Regions from separate parts of the Callithrix jacchus genome. Here region 2 is linked to region 1. A link is a contact called in public Hi-C data. All regions are on one chromosome and are shown on one strand. The core of a region is the stretch at or near the end of the contact, and the rest is flanking DNA. Distances in the headings are between cores, read along the strand shown.

Region 1 (5,553 bases), core at 492-2,991:
TCGGTTCTTTAAAACCAGAGTGAAACCTGATTTTTTATTCCACCAGGTTTATCAAAGCAGACTGCCTTCCAAGAGGTGGTATTTTTTGTTTTGTTTTGAGACAGAGTCTCGCTCTGCCACCCAAGCTGGAGTGCAGTGGTGTGTGATCTTGGCTCACTGCACCCTTCACCTCCTGGGTTCAGACGATTCTCCTGTCTCAGCCTCCTGAGTAGCTGGAATTACAGGCGTGCGCCACCACACCGGCTAATTTTTGTATTTTTAGTAGAGATGGGGTTGCACCATGTTTGTCAGGCTGGTCTCAAACTCCTGACCTCGTGATCTGCCCACCTCGGCTTCCCAAAGTGCTGGGTTTACAGGCGTGAGCCACTGTGCCCAGCCCAAGAGAGGTTTTTTTTTAGTATTATAGTTTATTAGGGGTTTTGCCTGCTAAGTTTGCTGAGTAAAGTCTCGGACAAGGAGTGTGGGTAGTGGGCAGATCAAGAGTAAAAAAAATACTCTCTTGCCCTAAATCAGGAGACTACATTAGAAACAGACAAGATAGATTCAGAAAATGAAGGATGACTAAAAGGTATAAAGGACAGAGCAACTTGTAGCTGACTGCAAGCATTTTGGGGTGAGTCTTTTTTTTTTTTCATGTAATCTCCTTAAATACCGCCCAAATCTCCAAGGTCAAACAGATGCCACCTCCTACTGCTGGGGCGGCAGCAAGATGAGTGATAATCATTGCTCCCCATGGTATGTTAGTTAGCACTTCGATTTCTTTCGCCTAGTGGTGACAGAGCCAAAATGAAACTGGGTAAGTACAAAACACAGCAAAATAGCAGCGGCCCCATCCCTCAGGGCTTCACCCACGCACCAACCACAACTGGTCTGGCTGCCCCTGCCCCATTCTTTGGGGTACAGAACGCTGCGATGATGCTGGTTTGCTAAGGCCCCGGAGCTGGGCGTAGGGATTCGGCATCCCTCCTGGTCCAGGTCTGAGTCCCCTCCCTACTCCCACCTGAGGGCACCTGCGGTCCGGTCCCCTGCTGACCCCTCCAAGCTCTGAAGCTGGCTCTCCCCGGGACCGCCTCTTCCGGACCCCGGACTGCAACAGCGCCCTCGAGCCCGGCCACCCCCGGGTCTAACTCATCTGGGAGCTCCATCCTCCGCCCAAACTCTTGAGTACCTCCCTTCCCCAAACGCCCAGACCCCGGGCCAAGGAGGCCTTTTGCTGCTGGCGTCTCCAGTAAAGGGGGGGCTGCTTTGCACCGGCGAGCCGTTCGTCCCTGGCCCCGGTGTGTAATGGCGCACCTCTGGTGCACGGGTTTCTCGACGGAAGCACCGGATTCTCGGACCGCGCAGAGACCAGGGTCCCCGGACTACGCCGAGGCCCGGATGTGGATTGGGCGGGGCCGCGGCTGTGTTCGCAGCCCCGTGCCGGGAGGCAGCCCCCTCCCTCTCAGGCACGGCAAGAGCCAATCACAGGCCAGCGTGTCCCCGCTCCACCAATAGTCGGCCTGTTGCTAGGGCCTTGGTCTTTGCTCCGGAATGGGCCCGCTCTGCTGCTCCAGGGCTTCATTTGTTGCAAACCCGGTCCTCCAGCCACCCGGGAGCTTTATCTCCCAATTTAACCCGCTTCTCTCTCCTCCGTCTTCAGCCTGCACCTTTGTTACGTGCTTGGGAGGGCGGAGCCTTGGGGTCGTGGTGGGTCCTTGGTCCCACGCCGGACCTTCAGTTTCCCTATCTGAACAATGACGTGATCTCTCGTATCCCAGCCTGTATTGGTTTGCTATCCATTCTTACCTACACATCCCTGCTTCTGGAAACAGCCCTGGGAGGTCTGCGTTATCAGCAGATTGCAGAAGAGGAAACTCCTGGCCCCCGACGCACACAACAGCTGGGAGGTTTCTGGTGGCGACCTGGGTCTGACAGGTTCCATCACCTTACACGTGGGCACCATGGTTGCAGCAGTGAGGAAGGGGGCAGATCTGGTGTCCTGGGGACACTGAGGCCTTCCCCCTGCCTCTCTTTGGTATCCCAGGCCCTCCATTGCTAGGTCCCAACCTACCTGTCCAAACTCGGCCGCCGCATGCCTCCTGTGCGCCCTGCAAGACCCTCTGCTCGAATGCCCTTCCCTCCCACGGTCCTGATGGTGATAACTTTGAATTGAACAGCGGCGGCCAGCCAGGGCTAGGGCTGTCCCCCATCAGTCCTGAAAGATGTCAGAAATGGATTAAAGATACCCAATCTCCCCACTTCTCATCTCCTGACATAGAGTTGTATAATCTCAGGCCGAGGGAGACGAGTTGCCCAATTCACTATCAAGGCGGGATTTAGGAATTAAAAATCAATTCCAATGTGGCTGCTGTTTAAAAGGTGGGATTCTGTCACACAGCAATGCCTATTTTCTCTTTCTTTTTTTCTTTTCTTGACGGGGTTTCGCTTTTGTCACCCAGGCTGGAATGCAATGGAACGATCTCAGCTCACTGCAACCTCCGGCTCCTGGGTTGAAGCGATCCTCCTGCCTCAGCCTTCTGAGTAGCTGAGATTACAGGTTCATGCCACCACATTTGGCTAATTTTTGTATTTTTAGTAGGAATGAGGTTTCACCACGTTGGCCAGGCTAGTCTCGGACTCCTTTTCTCAGGTGATTCACCTGCCTCTGCCTCCTAAAGTGCTGGGATTACAGGTGTGAGCCACGACGCCGGGCCTCTTTCTTTTTTAGAGACAGGGTCTCACTCTGTTGCCCAGGCTGGACTGGAGTGCAGTGGTGCAATTATAGGTCACTGCAGCCTCCAACTCTTGGGCCCCCAAGTAGCTGGGACTTACCACCCAGCTGATTATTTATTTATTTATTTATTTATTTATTTATTTTAAGAAACAGGGTCGGCCGGGCGCAGTGGCTCAAGCCTATAATCCCAGCACTTTGGGAGGCCGAGGCGGTTGGATCACGAGGTCAAGAGATCAAGACCATCCTGGTCAACAAGGTGAAACCCCATCTCTACTAAAAATACAAAAATTAGCTGGGCATGGTGGTGCGTGCCTGTAATCCCAGCTACTCAGGAGGCTGAGGCAGGAGAATTACTTGAACCCAGGAGGCGGAGGTTGTGGTGAGCTGAGATCGCCCCATTGCACTCCAGCCTGGGTAACAAGAGTGAAACTCCATCTCAAAAAAAAAAAAAAAAAGAAAAAGAAACAGGGTCTCTGAGGTAGGAGGATCTCCTGAGCCCAGGAGTTCTGGACTGTAGTGCGCTATGCCGATCGGGTGTCCACATTAATTTCGGCATCAATATGATGACCTCCCCGGATCGGGGGCCCACCAGGTTGCCTAAGGAGGGGTGAACCGGCCCGGGTCGGAAATGGAGCAGGTCAAAACTCCCATGCTGATCAGTGGTGGGATCGTGCCTGTGAATAGCCACTGCACTCCAGCCTGGGCAACATAGCGAGACCCTGTCTCTTTAAAGAAAAAAGAAAAAGAAAGAAAGAAACAGGGTCTCATTATGTTGCCCAGACTAGTCTCAGATACCGGACCTCAAGTCTCAGCTCCTAAAGTATTGGGATCACAGGTGAAAACCACTGTGCCCGACCCAATGTCTCATTTTCTGAATAAAGGGCTGTTGGAGGAGGAAGGCTTAAGATCTCAGGATTTGGATTCTCATCCCACCATGTCCTAGTTAGGTGACATAATCTCTCAAGGTATTTAGCCTTTTAGGGGGTCAGTTTCCTTATCTGTAAAATGGGAGTAATACAACCTACTTCAAAAATGTTTAGCAGTGACTGAGTGCTGACTATTTGCTCTGGGCAGTGTTCTAAAGATTCACAGTGGCCAGGTGCAGAGGCTGAAGCCTGTAATCCCAGCATTTTGGGAAGTTGAGGCAGGAGGATCACCAGAGGCCAGGAGTTCCAGACCAGCCTGGCCAACATCGCAAGACCCCGTCTCTACCAAAAATTACAAAATTAACCAGGCATATTGACAAATGTCTGTAGACCCGGCTACTTAGGAGGCTGAGGCAGGAGGATAGCTGGAACCCGGGAATTCAAGGCTGCAGTGAGTCGTAATGGCGCCAATGCACGCCAGCCTGGGTGACTGGGCAAGGTCCTGTTTCAGAAAACAGACTCCTTAGGTATTCATTCGTATAATCGCATCATCTTGCAGATGAAGAAACTGAGAGTTAGCAACACAGCCAAAGTCCCACACTTAAAAAGTAAGTGCCCAGGCCGGGCGCGGTGGCTCACGCCTTTTGTTCCAGGAGGCTGAGGTGGGTTCGAGACCAGACTGACCAACATGGAGAAACCCTGTCTCTACTAAAAATACAAAATTAGCTGGGCATGGTGACGCATGCCTGTAATCCCAGCTACTAGGGAGGCTGAGGCAGGAGAATCGCTTGAATCCGGGAGGCAGAGGGTACAATGAGCCAAGATCTGGCCACTGCACTCCAGCCTGGGCAACACGAGCAAAACTCCATCTCAAAAAAAAAAAAAAAAAAGGAAGTGGCCAAATGGGATCGAATCCAGGCAGTGTACATGAGTTCCTGCAGGCATAACTGCGATTCCATGCTGCCTCTCCGTGGAGTAGGGTTGCAGAGGATTTAATAAGCTAACGAGTGATTGGCAGCTAGCAGGTGCCTCCTAATATGTGCCAGTTCTGATTAGGACCAGAATAGAAACCGTGACCAACTCCCCCTGCAGCAGAGGTGCGACAGGGTGGGGCGGGGGCCCAGGCCCAGGCCTTGGCTGCCAGACCCTTCCAAGGCAGAGAGAGTGGGCTGGGTCCTCCAGGAGGGAAATTCAAGGAGGCTTGAAGGCTCTTGGACACCCGGGGCAGATAAGAATCTGGCTGGGTGTGGGGCTGGGGAGAGGGGCTGTGGGGAGGTGTCAGAGTTTTTCAAGAATGGGCCTCTGTTTTATTTATTTTTTTTGAGACAGAGTCTTGTTCTGATGCCCAGGCTAGAGTGCAGTGCCGTGATCTCGGCTAGCTGCAACATCCACCTCCTGGGTTCAAGAGATTCTCCTGCCTCAGCCTCCTGAGTAGCTGGAATTACAGGTACCTGCCATCGCACTTGGCTAATTTTTGTATTTTTAGTAGAGACAGGGTTTCACCTTGCTGGCCAGGCTGGTCTCAAACTGTTGACCTCAAGTTATCCACCTGCCTCAGCCTCCCAAAGTGCTGGGATTACTGGCGTGAACCACTGTGCCTGGCCTGTCTCTTTGTACTTAATTATTTATTTATAAGAGACAGGGTCTTGCTCTGTCTTCCAGCCCAGAGCGCAGTGGTATAATCATAGCTCACTGCAGCCTCAAGCCCTTGGGCTCAAGCAATCCTCTTGCCTCAGCCTCCTAAGTAGCTGGGGCTGTAGGTGTGCACTACCACACCCGGCTACTTTTTCCTATTTTTTTTTGTTTGTTTGTTTTTGGTAGAGATGAGGTCTCACTATGTTGCCCAGGCTGGTCTCACACTCCTAGGCTCAAGTGATCCTCCTGCTTCAGCCTCCCAAAGTGCTGAGATTACAGGTGTGAGCCACCACACCTGGCCAAGACCAAGTCATTTGCCTCTGTTTGCGCTCTGCAGGG
Region 2 (5,215 bases), core at 1,759-4,258, 40 kb before region 1:
TTATCTTTCACTTCTTTTTTTTTTTTGAGACGGAGTTTCGCTCTTGTTACCCAGGCTGGAGTGCAATGGCGTGATCTCGGCTCACCGCAACCTCCACCTCCTGGGTTCAGGCAATTCTCCTGCCTCAGCCTCCCGAGTAGCTGGGATTACAGGCGCGCGCCACCGTGCCCCGCTAATTTTTTGTATTTTTAGTAGAGACGGGGTTTCACCATGTTGACCAGGATGGTCTCGATCTCTTGACCTCGTGATCCACCTGCCTCGGCCTCCCAAAGTGCTGGGATTACAGGCTTGAGCCACCGCGCCCGGCCTTATCTTTCACTTCTTATTGATTTTTTTGTTGTTATTTAGTTTTTATTTCATAATCACAAACTTAATTCTGCAATCTAGCCAGACATGGACGGGAATAAGAGAAACATGGAATGCAAAGGGTGCTGTAGCAAGAGCACAGAGATTATAGGATACTGGGAGCAAACAAGGTGGATAGGTGCTCTCCTGAGCTGCAGAGGGAATGGTCTGGTGGTTAAGATAAAACACAAGTAAAATTTATTAGAGTTGTCCACAGTCAGCAATGGTGATCTTTTTTCTTTTAATCCCTTTACCCAAGCATTCCTGAATAGGTGACCTTCTTTTTCATTGTTGTTTTTTTGAGATGGAGTTTCACTCTTGTTGCCCAGGCTGGACCGCAATGGTGCAATCTTGGCTCACTGCAACCTCTTCCTCTCCAGTTCCAGTGATTCTCCTGCTTCAGCCTCCTGAGTAGCTGGGACTACCGGCGTCCATCACCTGCCTGGCTAATTTTTGTATTTGTAGCAGAGCTGGGTTTTCACCATGTTGGCCGGGCTGGTCTCAAACTCCTGACCTCAAGTGATCTGCCTGCGTCGGCCTCCCAAAGTGCTGGGATTATAGGCGTGAGACGCCGTGCCTGGCCATTGCTGGTCTTGCCATTCCTGGACCCACAGCACTCCGTGGTCTCCACAGTATTCATGCTTTCTTTCACCTTGCTGAAGACCACCATGCTTGCCATCTAACCTCTCAGTCCAAGCGGTGCAGATGAAAAACTGGAAAGTGTGTGTGTTGGGTCCAGCATCTGCCATGGGCAAGATGCCAGGACCTGTATGCTTCAGGATGAGGTCTGGTCATCAAATTTCTCGTCGTAGATAGACTCGTCACCAGTGCCATTATGGTGTGGGAAGTCACCACCCTGACACATAAACCCTGGAATCATTCTGTGAAAGCAGGAACCCTTATAACTAAATCCTTTCTCTCTAGTGCTCAGAGAAAGAAAGTTTTCTGCTGTCTTTGCAACCTTGTCTGCAAACAGCTCTGATATGTTAACATTGCTTTATCGTTTAGATGAGAAGTCACTTTTTTTTTTTTGGATGGAGTCTTGCTCTATCCAAGATCGTGCAGCAGTACAATCTTGGCTCACTGCAACCTCTCCTGCCTCAGTCTCCAGAGTAGCTGGGATTATAGGCGCCTGCCATCATGCCTGGTTAATTTTTGAATTTTTAGTAGAGACAGGGTTTGACTGTGTTGGCCAGCCTGGTCTTTAACTCCTGACCTCAGGTGATCCACCCGCTTCAGCCTCCCAAAGTGCTGGGATCACAGGTGTGAGCCACCGTGCTTGGCCAAAGCTTACTTCTTATTGACTTCTAGCATATTCTACATATCTTCTTGGGTAGGGATTTTTGTCTGTTTTGTTCACTACTGTACTTCATGGCTTAGAATAGGGCTTGGAACACAGTAGCTTCTCACAGATAATTGTTGAATAAAGTAAATACAATGTGCAGTCAAAACTATGGGGCCTGTAGGCATAGTCGCTCACGTCTGTAATCCCAGTGCTTTGGGAGGCCAAGGCAGGAGGATCGCTTGAGCCCAGGAGTTTGAGACCAGCCTGGGCAACAAAGCTAGACCCCTGTCTGTACAAAAACCAAAACAAAGCAAAAAAATTATGGTATCTGCAAGCTATGTGGAATATTAAGAAAGGGAAGCATATGAAAGAGAATATATCAGCATGACATCAGTATGTATGTATGTTTTGGGAGGGGAGAGAAGGCTGGACAGCCAAGCCCTAGACACAGCCCAGTTAGGCGTGGAGTAGGCTCCTGGTAGCTGAACTAAATCTTTAGTACTCCACCCTAGAGAGGAAGAAGGGGTCCTCCAGGGTCAGCCAGCAGACAGCTGCATCCTTTCTGGAAACCAACCAGTGTGGCCAGGCGGTATTTGTTTTCACCTAGTCAGACCCAAGAACCTCAAGGTGGGGTGGGGGGGTTAGCGGAAGCTCGTTGGGGGAAGAGGTGACAGTCCCCAGGGTCTGGCTGCTTAATTCAGCCATCCCGCGGGCAGGCACCACACTGTGAGTCTGGATCTGCAAGGGACGCGCCTCCTGTCTTTCCCACACCACGATCTACTAAGCGATCTCGGAAACAGGGTCTAGGACTGAGGCCCCTGACCCCTCCTCTCGTAATTTCCCGTAGAATTTGGGGCGGGGCGGTGAATCAGCACTCGCAGGTACCGATGCAGCCCTGATCCCCGCCAGGGGTCCCCAGCGGCCTCGGGATTCGAACCAATCCCACCACCCCTCCCCGTTCGTCCTCCTGTGCCTGCGCGCTACGTCCGCTGGGAGTTGTAGTATTGACCGCCCCTTTGTCCTTGGTCTTGCCAACGCCTCAGCCCAAGGCAGGTTGAACTACAATTCCCAGAGGCCCATGCGTCGGAAGCCTGGCGTGCTGAGGGCTCAAGGGGAAGGGATAAGGGGGCGTCTGGAGAAGCTGGGGCGAGGGAACTGAGGAGTGAAGCGAATAAAGGAAAGCGTGGGGGCTCAGTGGGAAAGGACAGGGTGCCCGAAAGACGCGCAGTGAGCCGAGTTGGGGAGCGGGGAGCCCCAACTGTGGCCCGGCCCGGGCGGGGCCTGGGCGGGGCTTGCGGGCGGGCGGGGACTGGCTGCGTCACGCAGCGTGGGCGGGGCCGCAGAGGGTTGTCCGTCCGTGGCACGCACAGCAGCCGCAGCCGCCTCGCGCCTGGTCCCGCGGTCGCAGCTCCAGCCGCCTACTCCGCGCAGCTGCCGCCTCAGCCGCTTGCCCTGTGGGTTGGTCCCCTCGGCCACTTGGGCTCCAGCCGCGCCCTCTAAGCCCTTCAGGCCGCCCCAGTGTCCTTCTTTTTCTCCGGCCCGACCCAGCTCCGCGACGATGGTGGACCGCGAGCAACTGGTGCAGAAAGCCCGGCTGGCCGAGCAGGCGGAGCGCTACGACGACATGGCCGCGGCCATGAAGAACGTGAGTGTCTCCTCCCCTCCCCCGCCACTCCCTGCCCCTCCGGAGACGCGGTCCTCGGCGTGGAAGGCCCAGGGCTTCATCGCCTTGTCGCGATGGCGGGGTGACTGCACCGTTTCGCTCACTGAGGGGCCCTGGGGAGGGTCCCGAGAGGCGACGGGAACCCTGGCTGTGACGCGGCCTCTGCTGGCGTTCCCGGGGCCCCGCGGCTCTGCCTCTCAGGCCCTGCGCGGGCGCGGGCCGGGGCGGGGTCCTGCGGGCCTGGACTTGGGAGCGGGTTCTCCGGCCCCCGCGGCTCTGGGGGTGCAGGGGACCCTAGCGGGGAGCCGTGCGCATCCTTTGTGCCCCACTTCCCCCCTCCTCCCAGCCTGGGCGTGGGGGCGGGGGACCGCATGGATGCGGTTCCTCTTTCTCTCCCTGGTGTCTGGGCGGCGCCTTTCCCATTCACTCAGCAGGTCTCCCGGTTTTCCGCCTCCCGAGCCCCCCCAAAATCTTCCCCACCGTCTCTCCCGACAGATCCCTGAGAACCTTCCCAGGAACATCGTGTAGGGGGGTCTCTTGAAAACCTGAGCCCTGTGGTGCAAAATCGAAACCACCTTGCTCTCGTTTTTCTTAACAAAAGGCTCCTCTTTCTCCATTCCCCCAAAGCGAGTCCTCCGGCTTTTAGGAAGGGGGAACGTTTATCTCGCTAGCGTTTTCATTGATCGTTCTCAACATGTCATCTCCATCTTATCCCCTAATGTTTTTGTTTTGAAAAGGGTAGGTGTTGCCTCCAAAATAAAAGGTGGCGAATGTAGCTGACTGGTTCGATCTGTGACATAAGCCGTTTCTTTTTTGCATACAGGCACGCGTCTGTTGAAATTCCTATAAGTTGGGGGGAAATATTCTGTCTGATCTGATACTGCAAACAAAGCGGTGGTGAGAGGCAGTGTCAAGTCGTTCCAGAAGATTCTGCATTTGTCATATTGCAGAGAGCCTAGACTGGGTGGAGGCTGGGAGGAGTTATTTTAAAGGGGAAAAAGTCCTTTAAAAATGTTTTTGTTGTTAGATGCCTCTGAGGCTTTTTTTTTAAGCGAGTCCATCTTCCTGCCGATGAAGAGAATCCTGATCCCCAGTTGTCGCATTTTGTCTGGGTCGCAGATTCCTCCCTGGATTGCACCATTTTGTCAGTAATGTCACATTTATCTAATGGGCTGTCAACCAGTTTGATACTAGAGGAGGGGGAAGTATTGAACTTTAGGAAATGAAAGGTTGAAAATTAATTAATCTAATTAATGATTTCTGAGCCCCACTATCTTAATATTTAACTTCCTGCCTTATGTAACAAAGGTTTTCAAATACATCTCCATTGTGAAGTGGATGCTGAAGTGTATGTACCTTGCATGTTACAGCTTTTAAATGAAGCATTATTGATATTACAGGTCAATTCTTGAATAACTTAACCGGTTCTCAGAAGAGGAGAGTGCTGATACCTTTATATTTAAACCAGCCATATTCACAAAGAAAGGTTGTTATTTTATTAAAGAAGAGAATTGGTTCTGAAATTGGGGGTACTGCTGTGGTCACAGTCTCTGTCTTCTAAAGTTTTAATGCTCGAGTGATGTAAGTTGCACTGCTAATAGGTATCAGTATTGGAAATATCTTCAGTTCGTGTTATTTAGACTCTTCTAATTTTTCCATATTTCTAGTTCCACAGGAAAGCGAGTGACCTCGCACCTATATCCATAGCAACCAAGTGATGTCACACAATGACACAGAGGCTGCAATGCACCTAAGGGCTGATAGGGAGTGTGCAAATGGCATTTGTCCAAGGTAATGCAGAAATTAGCCGATAAGCCAGGTGGAATCCAGCTCTTCATATTCCACCAGATAAGAATTAGTCCAAAAAATAAGGATTTCATTTACCCTTAGACATGCAGATCTGTGACCTCTAGCTAGGCCTT

Evidence for each region. A called contact is a pair of places that touch in the nucleus more often than the background predicts.
Region 2: a Hi-C map of skeletal muscle shows a contact between it and region 1, with 2.0 times the contacts expected there. The contact joins the promoter of YWHAG here to the enhancer-like site in region 1. A contact is called at or near these places in 2 of 3 Hi-C or Micro-C datasets (both in skeletal muscle).

The regions. Positions count from the first base shown.
Region 1 is chr2:11,076,394-11,081,946 of calJac240_pri, reverse strand. No RefSeq gene overlaps it. Among named protein-coding and RNA genes, the nearest start is that of HSPB1, 14 kb to the right of the region's middle. Within about 2 kb of position 1,741, at least 15 of the 16 cell types and tissues checked have an H3K27ac peak or open chromatin away from gene starts, as enhancers often do. A contact at or near this core is called in skeletal muscle, where this site is marked.
Region 2 is chr2:11,118,344-11,123,558 of calJac240_pri, reverse strand. YWHAG (tyrosine 3-monooxygenase/tryptophan 5-monooxygenase activation protein gamma) reads left to right here and starts at 3,008. Exons shown (of 2, transcript XM_002743951.5): 1 at 3,008-3,275. The coding sequence starts at 3,189.